Linked DNA regions of Mus musculus: region 1 is linked to region 2. Evidence: chromatin contacts called from public promoter capture Hi-C data. All regions are on one chromosome and are shown on one strand. Each heading gives the region's core, a stretch centred on a gene start, on an enhancer-like site or on the middle of the called end of the contact. The rest is flanking DNA. Distances are from core to core; before and after follow the strand shown.

Region 1 (5,695 bases), core at 2,476-4,975, 2.8 Mb before region 2:
TCACCACAAATAAAACAAATTTCTAGATTAAATACCTTTCAATTTTAAGAGAAAGTTTAAGGTAGAACGAGAACTTTCTCAGCACCATTGGAAAAGCTCCGCTGTACCATTGTATTGCCTGGTACGGCACAGATTTTACACTGGTTCCAAACTCTCACAGCAAGGGACTTTATGTCCACTTAACTATTACCTTCAATATAATATTTTTAAATTAATTTAAAACGCTTCACCTTGAATCTGATGTTAGCAGTTATTTCTTAAAGTGTAAAGTTAATGGTCATGCAAATTAGGTAATGATGGCCCCAAAGTGCAGTAATAAAATCCCCATAGAAACCGGTTATTTCAGCTTAAACTTCACTATGCAATCATTGAAGCATAGTGGTATCTGGAGTGAGATTCTTCAGGTATTAATTTCTTCTCATGTCGAATTAACTAAGATCTCCATTGATTAAAAGATGGGAATTCAAATGCCAATGATTCATAGCATTTAGGGCCCATCCAGACATTTTTAGATAATACCGTTTGCTTAAAGACTCCAGGCACAAACTGCAGGCATGGGGACAGATTGCATAAGATGTCACGTGTTTGCTGCAACTGTATGCATGTTATTGGATTTTTTTAAAGCAATACACAATGATGAATAATTTAAGAGTTAATAAAATATTCAATCTGACTGATCCATTGGTTTAATTTTAAAATAAAGACAGCCAATAAGTGGGCTTACCTATCGTTATCCAATTCCAGGCATGAGTGCCTGTAAATTGGGGTCCACACAAAGGAAAACACTAATTTCTCTTCGACATTTGATAAATCAAAGATACACGATGGGGGAGGGGTATGAAAAAAAGCAGAGTAAAATTCTATGTTAACACCAGTTTCAGTAAGTTTCCCAAAGTTTAATTGTTTGAACTATCAAGCAAACTCGGATCTGCTTTCTGCAGAGGTCCGGGAGGAGAAAATTAGAGAGGCACAAGTTTAACAGAAAAAAAAAAAAAAAAAAAAAAAAAAAAAAAAAAAAAAAAAAAAAAAAAAAAAGCTTATGCAAATCGGTCCGTTTCTTTCTCAGAAGCTGCCGCCCTCCACCCGCAGGGTGGCTTACAAAGGATCAGTCTGAAGGATGGAGGGGGTAGGCTTCCCGAGCTTTGTCTCTAGCAGCACACTGGAAAGCCCTGGCAACATCGCTATCGTCCACTTGACTGGTGGCAAAGATGCCTCGGCGTGGGCATCATTAAGAGCTCAGAGCAGCTGCAATTTTTTTTTTTTTTCCTTCCCAAACTCTAGCTAGGAGAAGTCTTCTGGCAAGCTCAGTCACTCAATAGGTCCTCTAGCTTTCCAGTCACCATTGGTAAGGGTCACTTAGTGGCAGAGGAGTTGCCTAGTAGGTGCTTGTGAGTGCACCCACGAGCGCGTGTGTGTGTGTGTGTGTGTGTGTGTGTGTTTGTGTGTGTGCGTGTGCGTGCGCGCGCGCTCGCGAGTGTATGTGTGTGTTCCTATTTGGGGTGGGAACAGAGGCGGGGATAGGAGGAGAGGGGAGTGCCTGTGGTTCTTACAGTTCCCTACCAGCTAAGGCATCAAAGTGCAGAGGGAATTCAGACAAGAAATTTAAAAAAAAAAAAAAAAAAAAAAAAAAAACCAGGAAATATCAGCTTTGGAAGCCTGTTCTTTCCTTACCACTGGAGTCTAGGCGACCCACTCCGAAAACATTTCCATATGCTAACCTTCACTGGAGTGGCTGCCTCAGCGAGGCAACTATCAGAGCAGGTTTGGAATAGATCCCACACACCTACACCCCTGGAAAAACAGTCACATCCTGGGGAGCTGAGAAGACCAGAACTACCCACCACTTGAGTCCCAAAGAGATTGGCATCTGGCTGCAACACAGGTTTCTGAAGGATAGTCCCCAACAGTCCATCCCTCCGAAGCGCATACATAGGTAGTGCATAGGTGTAGCGTAGAGTATCCATGCAATGCCTAGTCTAATCTCAAATGGATTCGAGTCAAAGCATTTTTTTTTAATTCCAAATACTTCTAGAGCCACAACGTTTCAAATCCTTGTAGCTTATCAGCTCTCTACTTACTGCTATCTGTGGAGGATTCTAGTAAATCTCTCTCAGAAGGGCCTTCTGTACTCACAAACGCAGAAAGGGCACAGCCACCCAATATCTGGAAACCCCTTCTCTCTCTTTGGCTTCCTGGCTCCAATTCAGTACCCGCTGATATGCAGACAAAGGTTTCTGACCAGGTTTTATATTGACAAAGCCTAATCTCTCAAAAGGACCTGAAAGTCACCTAAACAACTCACCCGGAGACTCACTGATTTTAAAATTTTAGGTTTTGTTTTGTATGCTAGTTTCCTATTTACATGCAAACCATGAAAGGCACAGGTAGACAAATCTGAACAACTTTTTGGCTCCTGGGCCAGGGACGCATGAAGGTTGGTTTGCACATCACAGCCATCTATTACCAAGAGTTAAGGTCTTACCCAGAGGGAGTACAAAATAATGCTCAAGCCCCCTGGGGTTGGAGGAGAAGAGAGTTGTTTGAGCTGTTGTAATTGAAGTCACGCGCCCAAGAGGAGGGTTGGGGAGAAAGCTAGCGACTTAGTAGACCTCTCTCTTTCTCATTGGCAGTATGAACTCTCAATATCGGGTCCAGGTTGACAGACCCCTTAGCCCCCACCCCCACCCCCACCCCTGTCCCTGCACCAGAGCACTGCATCCAGCTTACCGCCCGGTGGTTATCCAGGCTATTCTAGCACCTACTAGATGATGGCCCAGCACACTTAGCTCTGTCAGGTCTCTATCACAACCTCACAACCCTGTCCGCTGTCATCGGCCAAGAACATTGATATTTGCTAGTCAGGGGTCGCGCAGGGAATCACTAGCAAAAAAAAAGCCTAGGAAGACAACCCCTTCACACCCCCTCAATCTTCTTATTTTCTAGATCGCACCCTCTTCCCAGGCTCAGCCTGGGGCACTCCACACGGACTTTGCTAGCACTTTGGCAGGGTATCCAGGGAGCATCGCCTCTTTCGTAGCGCTCCTCACGCCGTGCACGCACTGAGGACCCACTGTGGCCCCTTGAGCGGCATTTCCAAAGGTGCTCCCCGCCCGTCCCTCATCCAGGGACCCCTGCCCAGCCACCTCACCTTTGCCGAACTGGGGCACCCCGAGGCTGAGTCCAACCAAAAGCCAGGCTGCTACCAAGTGCTTCATGATCCCTTCTCACGGACGTGACCTGGGCTGGTCCGGGGTCGTAGCGGAGGGCACAGTAGGCGAGGCGGCCCTGCAGGACAGCAGTAAACCCCGCCCTGTCAGAGATTCAAGAGGACGTCTTTCCTCCCGCAGCGCTTCCTCAAATTCTTGGGAAGGGCGATAAAAGAGTGGTGGCCCTAGAGAAAGGGTGATTCACCCCTCACTCCAGCTTCGCCTGAGCTGGGGTGCGCGGAGGTGGGTGCGCTTGAGAGAGGCTGGGGCTGCGAGTGGGTCCTAGCAGAGGCACAGCGGGCGGAGCGCGGGCTCCTTGGGTTCCTGGCTCCCCGATTTCCGTGCGCGCACCGCAGGCGAAGCGGCCAGCAGTGACTACGGCTCACGCTGCTGCCGCGGCGGCTGCGGGGGCTTCTGACTTGGAGAACAATGAAGCGAGAGCTGGAGGGGAGCGAGCCTGAGGCCAGGAGCGCACTGTGTACAAACAGTGGCGGCGCGCGTGTGAGACTGAGCCTAGCTGGCTTTGGGCGCCCCCGGCGGCCCGCCCCCCTACCCTCCCTCTTCTTATTGCCTTCTCCAATCTCTCTCTCTCTCTCTCTCTCTCTCTCTCTCTCTCTCTCTCTCTCTCTCTCTCTCTCTCTCTCTCTCTCTCCCTCCTTCCCTCTCTCTTCCTCTCCCCCCCATTCTCTCTCTCTCCCCCAGCTTTGGAAGGTGGCTCCTTCTGCTGGAAGAGAAAGGGAGGCAGCCGCAGCCACACCCTGACTGATACCTGCCACTATCTGCTAAGTTCCACATCTTCTCCACCTAAGATGCAAACTCTAAGGTTAAGGGAATACGATAGATGTCCGAAAGTGTTGGTTCCAGGTTTGGTTTTATGGTTAAGTGTACAAAAGAGTCCACTGAACTTCAGGACTGCCAGGAAAGGAAGTTAAGAGATTTCACAAAGTGGCTCTAGGAGCCTCAAGCTTGGTGAGACCCAAGACTGCTAAAAGAAGTCTCAGTTTCTCAGGAGTCACGATTTAGTCAGGAGCCAGACAGGCAAGACAGGCTGCTGCTCTGTTGTTCTGCCTGCAAATCAGTTTGCTCAGGGCTGAAGAGAAAGGTTGTGGGCTCATCTGCTCTCAGTGGAGAAAGGGCATAAGCAAGTGGGAGGCATGTAAGCAGGACATCTGTTTCACATGAAGGAAGTCATAGAAAAACAGAGGAAAGAGCAGATTCTTGACACATCACTCAGGTGGATCAAATTTCGCTGTTCTTCACCAAAACTAAAATAAATGGGCTTATTTTGCACTGAAAGTGATTGAACTGAAAATAAAGCCTCTGGCTTACAATTGTACTTTCTCCCCTGTTTTTCAGTTAGAATGATTGCTTACTGTAGATTCAATTCCTGTGGTACCAAGTACCAAAATGAAACAGGGTTCTCTGCCCTCCCCGAGTCACCATTAGGAAGGGAGATAGGAGGATATAAACACATGCGTAGAGAAACTGAAGAAATGAAGAAAATTGTCACTCTCAGGATTAGATGCTGAAAGGAGACAACCATGAAACTTCTTTATTTCTTCCTCAAGTCCTTGGAACCTCATCTTGTACCATCTCTCTGTCTGGAGTGATATCAAGGGTGGGAGGACATGCAAACCAATTGAGAAATAAAACCAAATGAGGGCAAGAGAGAGAAGTAATGTGTAATATGGGCAAAACACCAACCACAATAAAACATGTTTCCCATGCTGAGTGAGAGGGTGACAATACATGTTTAAAAAACTAACCAGAGCTCCCAGGGATTAAACCATCAACCAAAGAATACACATGGAGGGACCCATGACTCCAGCCATATATGTGGCAGAGAAGGGCCTTGTTAGGTATCAATGCGAGGAGAAGCCCTTGGTCCTGTGAAAGCTCAATGCCCCCAGTGTAGGGGAATGCTAGAATGGTGAGGCAGGAGTTGGTGGGTGGTTGGGTGGGGGAGCCAGAAGGGCTGGGGGACCGAATATGGGGTTTTCAGGAAGGAAACTGGGAAGGGAGATAACATTTGAAATGTAAAGAAATAAAATAACAACAACAAAAAACAACCAAAAAAAAAAAAAAAAAAGGAAAAAAATTGTCTTGTCAAGGAAAGGAAGAGTCACTTCCTTGTAGTACTTTCTGTTTAAACCCAGCCCTTTTGGTTAAGGAGAGTATTGTTTAGAGTTGTAAGTCCATTCTAGTCAATTACCAATGCTGCTTCCTTGTATGTCACTTCAGTTTAACTCTGAATGTGCACTCCTGCTGTGATATGTGTTTTCCAAAGACCGTCTCCAACTTGGAAAATGACAAGTTATCTTTCAGGGATCCCTTCCAAAGGATTCTGGCAAATCCTAAAGTGCAGGACCTCAGCCTGTACTGTATGATGAGCTAGACAACAGGAGACGATAGGATAAACATTGTGTTTGCTTTATTTTATTTACAATTTCCACTTTACCAATAATATGTAATACTAAGAAGCATGTCAA
Region 2 (4,854 bases), core at 2,227-4,726:
TATATGAAGAGGACCTAGGTTAGATCTCTACTGGCTCCCGGATCTCTTTGAGTTCCCGTAAGTCCCTGTCAGTTGATTCTGAGGACCATGTTCTCTTCATGTGTCCCTGACCCCTGTGGCTCCACCTGTCCTTCATTCGCCTCCTTCACAGGTCTCTGAAGTTCAACCTAGTGTTTGTCTTTGGTACTCTCCATCTGTTCCCATCAATTGCTTGATGAAGTCTCAAGTAATTGTTAGACCTAGGTAATAATTTATTAACTCTAAATATCCCCCATAACTGTTACTTGTTTGCAAGCATAACCATATTAGTATAGATCACATATTTATGCCTAAAATTTTTGGAAGAGGCTTTTCCGTGCCAGGTACTGCTGGTCAAGCTGGTAGTGGGTCTGAGCTCTGGGGACAAGATGGTTACAATTATTTGCATATTCCATGAATGTCCTCCCCTTTTGTGGACTCTAAGGAACTTCCCAGGAGGCTTTTAAGTAGAGGAAGAACTTAGGGTTTTAAGAGGTAAGAAAGACAGTTCTCGATATTGTCACATCTGGAAAGGACACTGGTACATTCCAATTTCTGCCATCCTTTCCCAGGGACAGAGGTCCCAAGAAGGCTACTCCACAATTCTTATGAAAATAATTTGTGTAACTATGCTAGATCTGCTTCAGTTCTGAGCTAATTCTAGCCATTGGCCTGTGTGAATCACAGAGAAGATTCACTGATGTAAATTAGAATCAATGATAGTTAAGTCTACAGGTAACATTATTTATAGTAGACTAAAAGGTAGAATTAAGAATAAAAAAGTACTCCCTATTTATAGTCTGGAGACTATAGGCCCTAGAGATGGATGACAGGGGACTGCTGTTGTTACTTTTGCTAAATAGCAATGCTGTTGAACTCTCTTCTGAATATTTGTTTTTATACAAATAGATATGTGCTGCTGTCAGCCTTGGTGAAATAAGTCTTTCTGCAGTAGGCACTAGTCAGTACAGATTTATAACAATTCAAAACACAGAGAACAAGCATGAATGTTCAGGCCTAAATGGAACCTTTACACGACCTTCTCCTCCAAGCCTCAGGGAACATCAAGGAAGACAGGGTGGAAAGAATGTAAGAACAGGAGGATGGGGAGGAGTACTTTGAAATGTTTTCTTCTGGGCATAGCATTACCACTGCACTTGCATATTCACAGTAGATAAGGTTATTTGCACATACCTGAGAAAAGATTAAACTAGTCAAAATCTAGCATAGGGGTGGTGGTCCAGTCACAAAACCTAGCTCTGAGGAGCAATTAACAGTTGATGGCTACTGGCGGAAGAAGGGTCAATTTTCCCTAGAACGTGTCACCATTGGTGGGTTTCTTTGCCAAGTAGATGGCTAAAAACCCATTTACACTTCCATGTGAGCAATACTAAATGTACTCAGTGAGATATCTTAAACAAAGAAGGCATAAAGTTGGGAGGGGCACACATTGTAGGATGTACAAAGAGAGTTGGAGGGAGGGCATAGACATCAAAATAAATTGTATACATGTATAGAATTCTAATAGAATAAACATAAGTATTGTTACAAATCTTTTAATATGAAAAAGGACAGAACAAATCTCTTCTAAAAATTTAAGAGGGGACTGAAGAGAAAGTTTAAGAGTGCTTGCTACTCCTGTCAAAGAATCAAGTTTTAATGCATGCATACACAAAGGCAAACCATCAGATAAAATGGATAAAATAAAATATCTTGGCCCCTTGGTCTTGCAAACTTTATATGCCCCAGTACAGGGGAACACCAGGGCCAAGAAGTGGGAGTGGGTGGGTAGGGGAGCAGGGCAGGGGGTAGAGTATAGGAGACTTTCGGGATAGCATTTGAAATGTAAATGAAGAAAATATCTAATAAAAATATTTTAAAAATGAAATTCTCTCTCTCTCTCTCTCTCTCTCTCTCTCTCTCTCTCTCTCTCTCTCTCTCTCTCTCTCTCTCTCCCCCCCTCTCTCTCCCCATACCCCCCACTCCAAAAGTTAGGAGAGGAACTAATCTCCCTCCCCACCTCCTTTCATCTCTCTTACTGTTATATATGGGCAAGACAATGGCACACTGATACTTTCTGCCTTACTCTTTTAATGACAATACTCACAGAGAGTCCAAGAGAGTCATCTAGATTAGGTAAGGATGGCCTACACTTGTGATAGAATTTGCAACTATGTTTAACAGGCAGATTCATAAATATGTAGATGACAGATAGATGATAGATAGATAGATAGATAGATAGATAGATAGATAGATAGATAGACAAACCAACAGACTGACAGACTGAGAGCTAGATGACAGAATGTAGTCCTGTGATTTGCTTAACTCCTGTTACTTTCTGAGCCTTAGTAGCTTGAATGAAATATTTTTACACATCTCTTAGGATATAGTTTCAGCCAAATTTTATCATCAAATATGAACCATATTTAGACTAATCTTAATTTAACAAGTCTATGTGGTGTTCTTCTAAAAATTATAATTTTTAATTATAATATGATTACAGCATTTCTCCATTTCTCTTTTCTCCCTCCAACCCCTTTCATGTACCCTGCCTTGTGTTCTCTTTCAAATTCATGGTTTCTTCATTTCATCCGGTATTGTTACATACATAAGTAATATTATACAGACTGAAAAGGTTATATTTATATATTTAGAGATACACACAGTGACCCCCTTTTCAAACGATATTCTCACAAAAGGTGGGATGGGATAGGGAGTTTGGGGGGGGATTGGTAAAGGGAATAACATTTGAAATGCAAATAAAGAAATTATCCAATTTAAAAAAAAAACAATAATCTACGAGTGTCTAGTAGCCTTGGCTAATGTTGATGCTCCATGAAACTGTTATGTTCAGCAGGAATAAACCAATTCCTAATCCAGGGAATCTCCAGAAGTCAGAAGGTTCTTGTGTCTTCTCCAACCTAATCATGCTGCGCATAGGAGTTTCTATCTGTATGTCCTCTTATATCCAATTTCTATACCTTCAAAAAAACCAGGTCTTAGCACTTCAGTCCAGTTTTCACTACGGCATCCTTTGTGCTACATACTGTTTGATCAGTTGCTTGTGTTCCCTCAGACAGGACTATAATGCACATCTTTCAACCTTGGCAAAGAACCATAATCAAAATGACTGATATACTCACAAGAAAATAATTTTATTTCTTGTTCCATTAACTTGAACACACATGTTAAAGCAGCTTTAGTTTCTTCAATAAATTGTTTCTGGAAACAAATCCCAAGAATCCTAGATCTGAACTCATAGGACAGCTCAGGTCCCATTGAATCACTAAAGGTAAGTTATCACTTGGTGCTGGTGCGCGCTCATTCTAGAGCCAGACTACATTTCCCACAATCCATCGGAGCCGATATGGCGCCCGGTATTATCTAAACTACAAAGCCCACAAACCTCAGAGCCCGCCGGTTGAGTACGTTTCAGGAAGTTCCTGTTGTAACTCCCATCTTCCCTTTCGGTCTTCGCGCTCTGCCGAGCAAGGTCGTGTAGAAAGGGGAGTTAGGTGGTACGGCCATTTCTTCCGCCTTCCGTGTCTGCGGCCCTCGCAGAACTTCCAGCAGCGACATGTTGGGCCAGAGTATCCGGAGGTTCACGACCTCCGTGGTCCGTCGCAGCCACTATGAGGAGGGTCCGGGGAAGGTGAGTGAGGCTCGGCTGCCTAGGGGCAAGGTGACGCTCGGCGGCCGGCCTGGAGCGTGTGGGGAGGGAAGTGACTGTCCAGGAGCTCGGGGAGACACTCAGGCCCCTCAGTCCACACCCCGGGGAGAACTGGGAAGCACGGCGCCTAGCCGCTGCCTCCACGCCGCCTGTCAGCCGCAGAGCGAGGCCTGGAAGGTTCGGTGGGAGCTGGGCGGCGTCGGAGATTGAAGGTCATTGGAAACAAAAGAAGAGGGCCTGTGGCTGGTTATTAGCGCTTTAAACCAGCAAGCCACGTTTGAAGCGGCGATCCTCGGTTAGGCCCGGTTTAGCCCCCAGTGTAAGTAAACGGAGTACTTAGTGGTGACTGCCCCGGAATTGTTAGGTGAAGCCTGGTAAAGGGAAGAGAGAGGATGTGGAATAGGAAAAAGAGAAAATTGTACTGTGATTGATACTGAAAATTCGAATAACAACGGACGAGAATGATGTGTTTGTTTCTAAAAGTTACTACTTCGGAGAGTAATTTTTTTTTCAAATATTAAAACCAAAAAGACCCTTACACTTAATAGGGCCTACCAACTGGTATTCAGAAAACCTGCGTGTTAAATTAAAATGAAAATGTTCTGTCGAATGCAGCTGATTATAAAATACGTGGTTGCTCCCGACCCTTTTATTAGAGCAAGTTCAGATGCTTTGAACGAATGTTTTTTGCCGTGTTCTCTCTTTCTCAACAGAATTTGCCATTTTCAGTGGAAAACAAGTGGCGGTTGCTGGCTATGATGACCGTGTACTTTGGATCTGGGTTTGCCGCACCTTTCTTTATAGTAAGACACCAGCTACTTAAAAAATAAGGATATTTAATTCATCCCTTTAACAGGTAATTAGTAAGCTTCTAATTTTCCTAAAACAGTAATTTCTGTTCTATACCCTATACACTCTTCCACAACATGCAAGTAGATAGTTGTCTCCAGATTCCTTAAGGTTAAGTGTAAATGTCATATTGGTAGAGGCAATTTGGAAAACCTATTAAAAAAATAAAGTATTGATCAGTAAAGGTCAGTATTTTACAAGTACTCCTTGACCCCAATAATCTGAATATATATTATGCAACACACCTCTAAGATAAGTAGTATTAAAACCCCATTGAAGACACAGAGATAATTGATTGAGTTTCAATAGCTAGTAGC

The links. Promoter capture Hi-C pulls out the DNA fragments that hold promoters and counts their contacts.
Region 1: a promoter capture Hi-C map of hippocampal neurons shows a contact between it and region 2, with 13 times the contacts expected there. The contact joins the promoter of Edil3 here to the promoter of Cox7c in region 2. A contact is called at or near these places in 7 of 39 promoter capture datasets (the 3T3-L1 cell line, the C10 cell line, cranial neural crest and 3 more) and 4 of 115 datasets of contacts at active chromatin or transcription factors (astrocytes, embryonic forebrain, embryonic midbrain and 1 more).

The regions. Positions count from the first base shown.
Region 1 is chr13:88,819,502-88,825,196 of GRCm38.p6, reverse strand. Edil3 (EGF-like repeats and discoidin I-like domains 3) reads right to left here and starts at 3,725. Exons shown (of 11, transcript NM_001037987.3): 1 at 3,149-3,725. The coding sequence starts at 3,215. It overlaps Gm38504 (a long non-coding RNA gene), which reads right to left and starts at 973. Exons shown (of 2, transcript XR_382711.3): 1 at 725-973.
Region 2 is chr13:86,045,417-86,050,270 of GRCm38.p6, reverse strand. Cox7c (cytochrome c oxidase subunit 7C) reads left to right here and starts at 3,476. Exons shown (of 3, transcript NM_007749.3): 1 at 3,476-3,670; 2 at 4,402-4,544. The coding sequence starts at 3,596. The coding sequence ends at 4,518.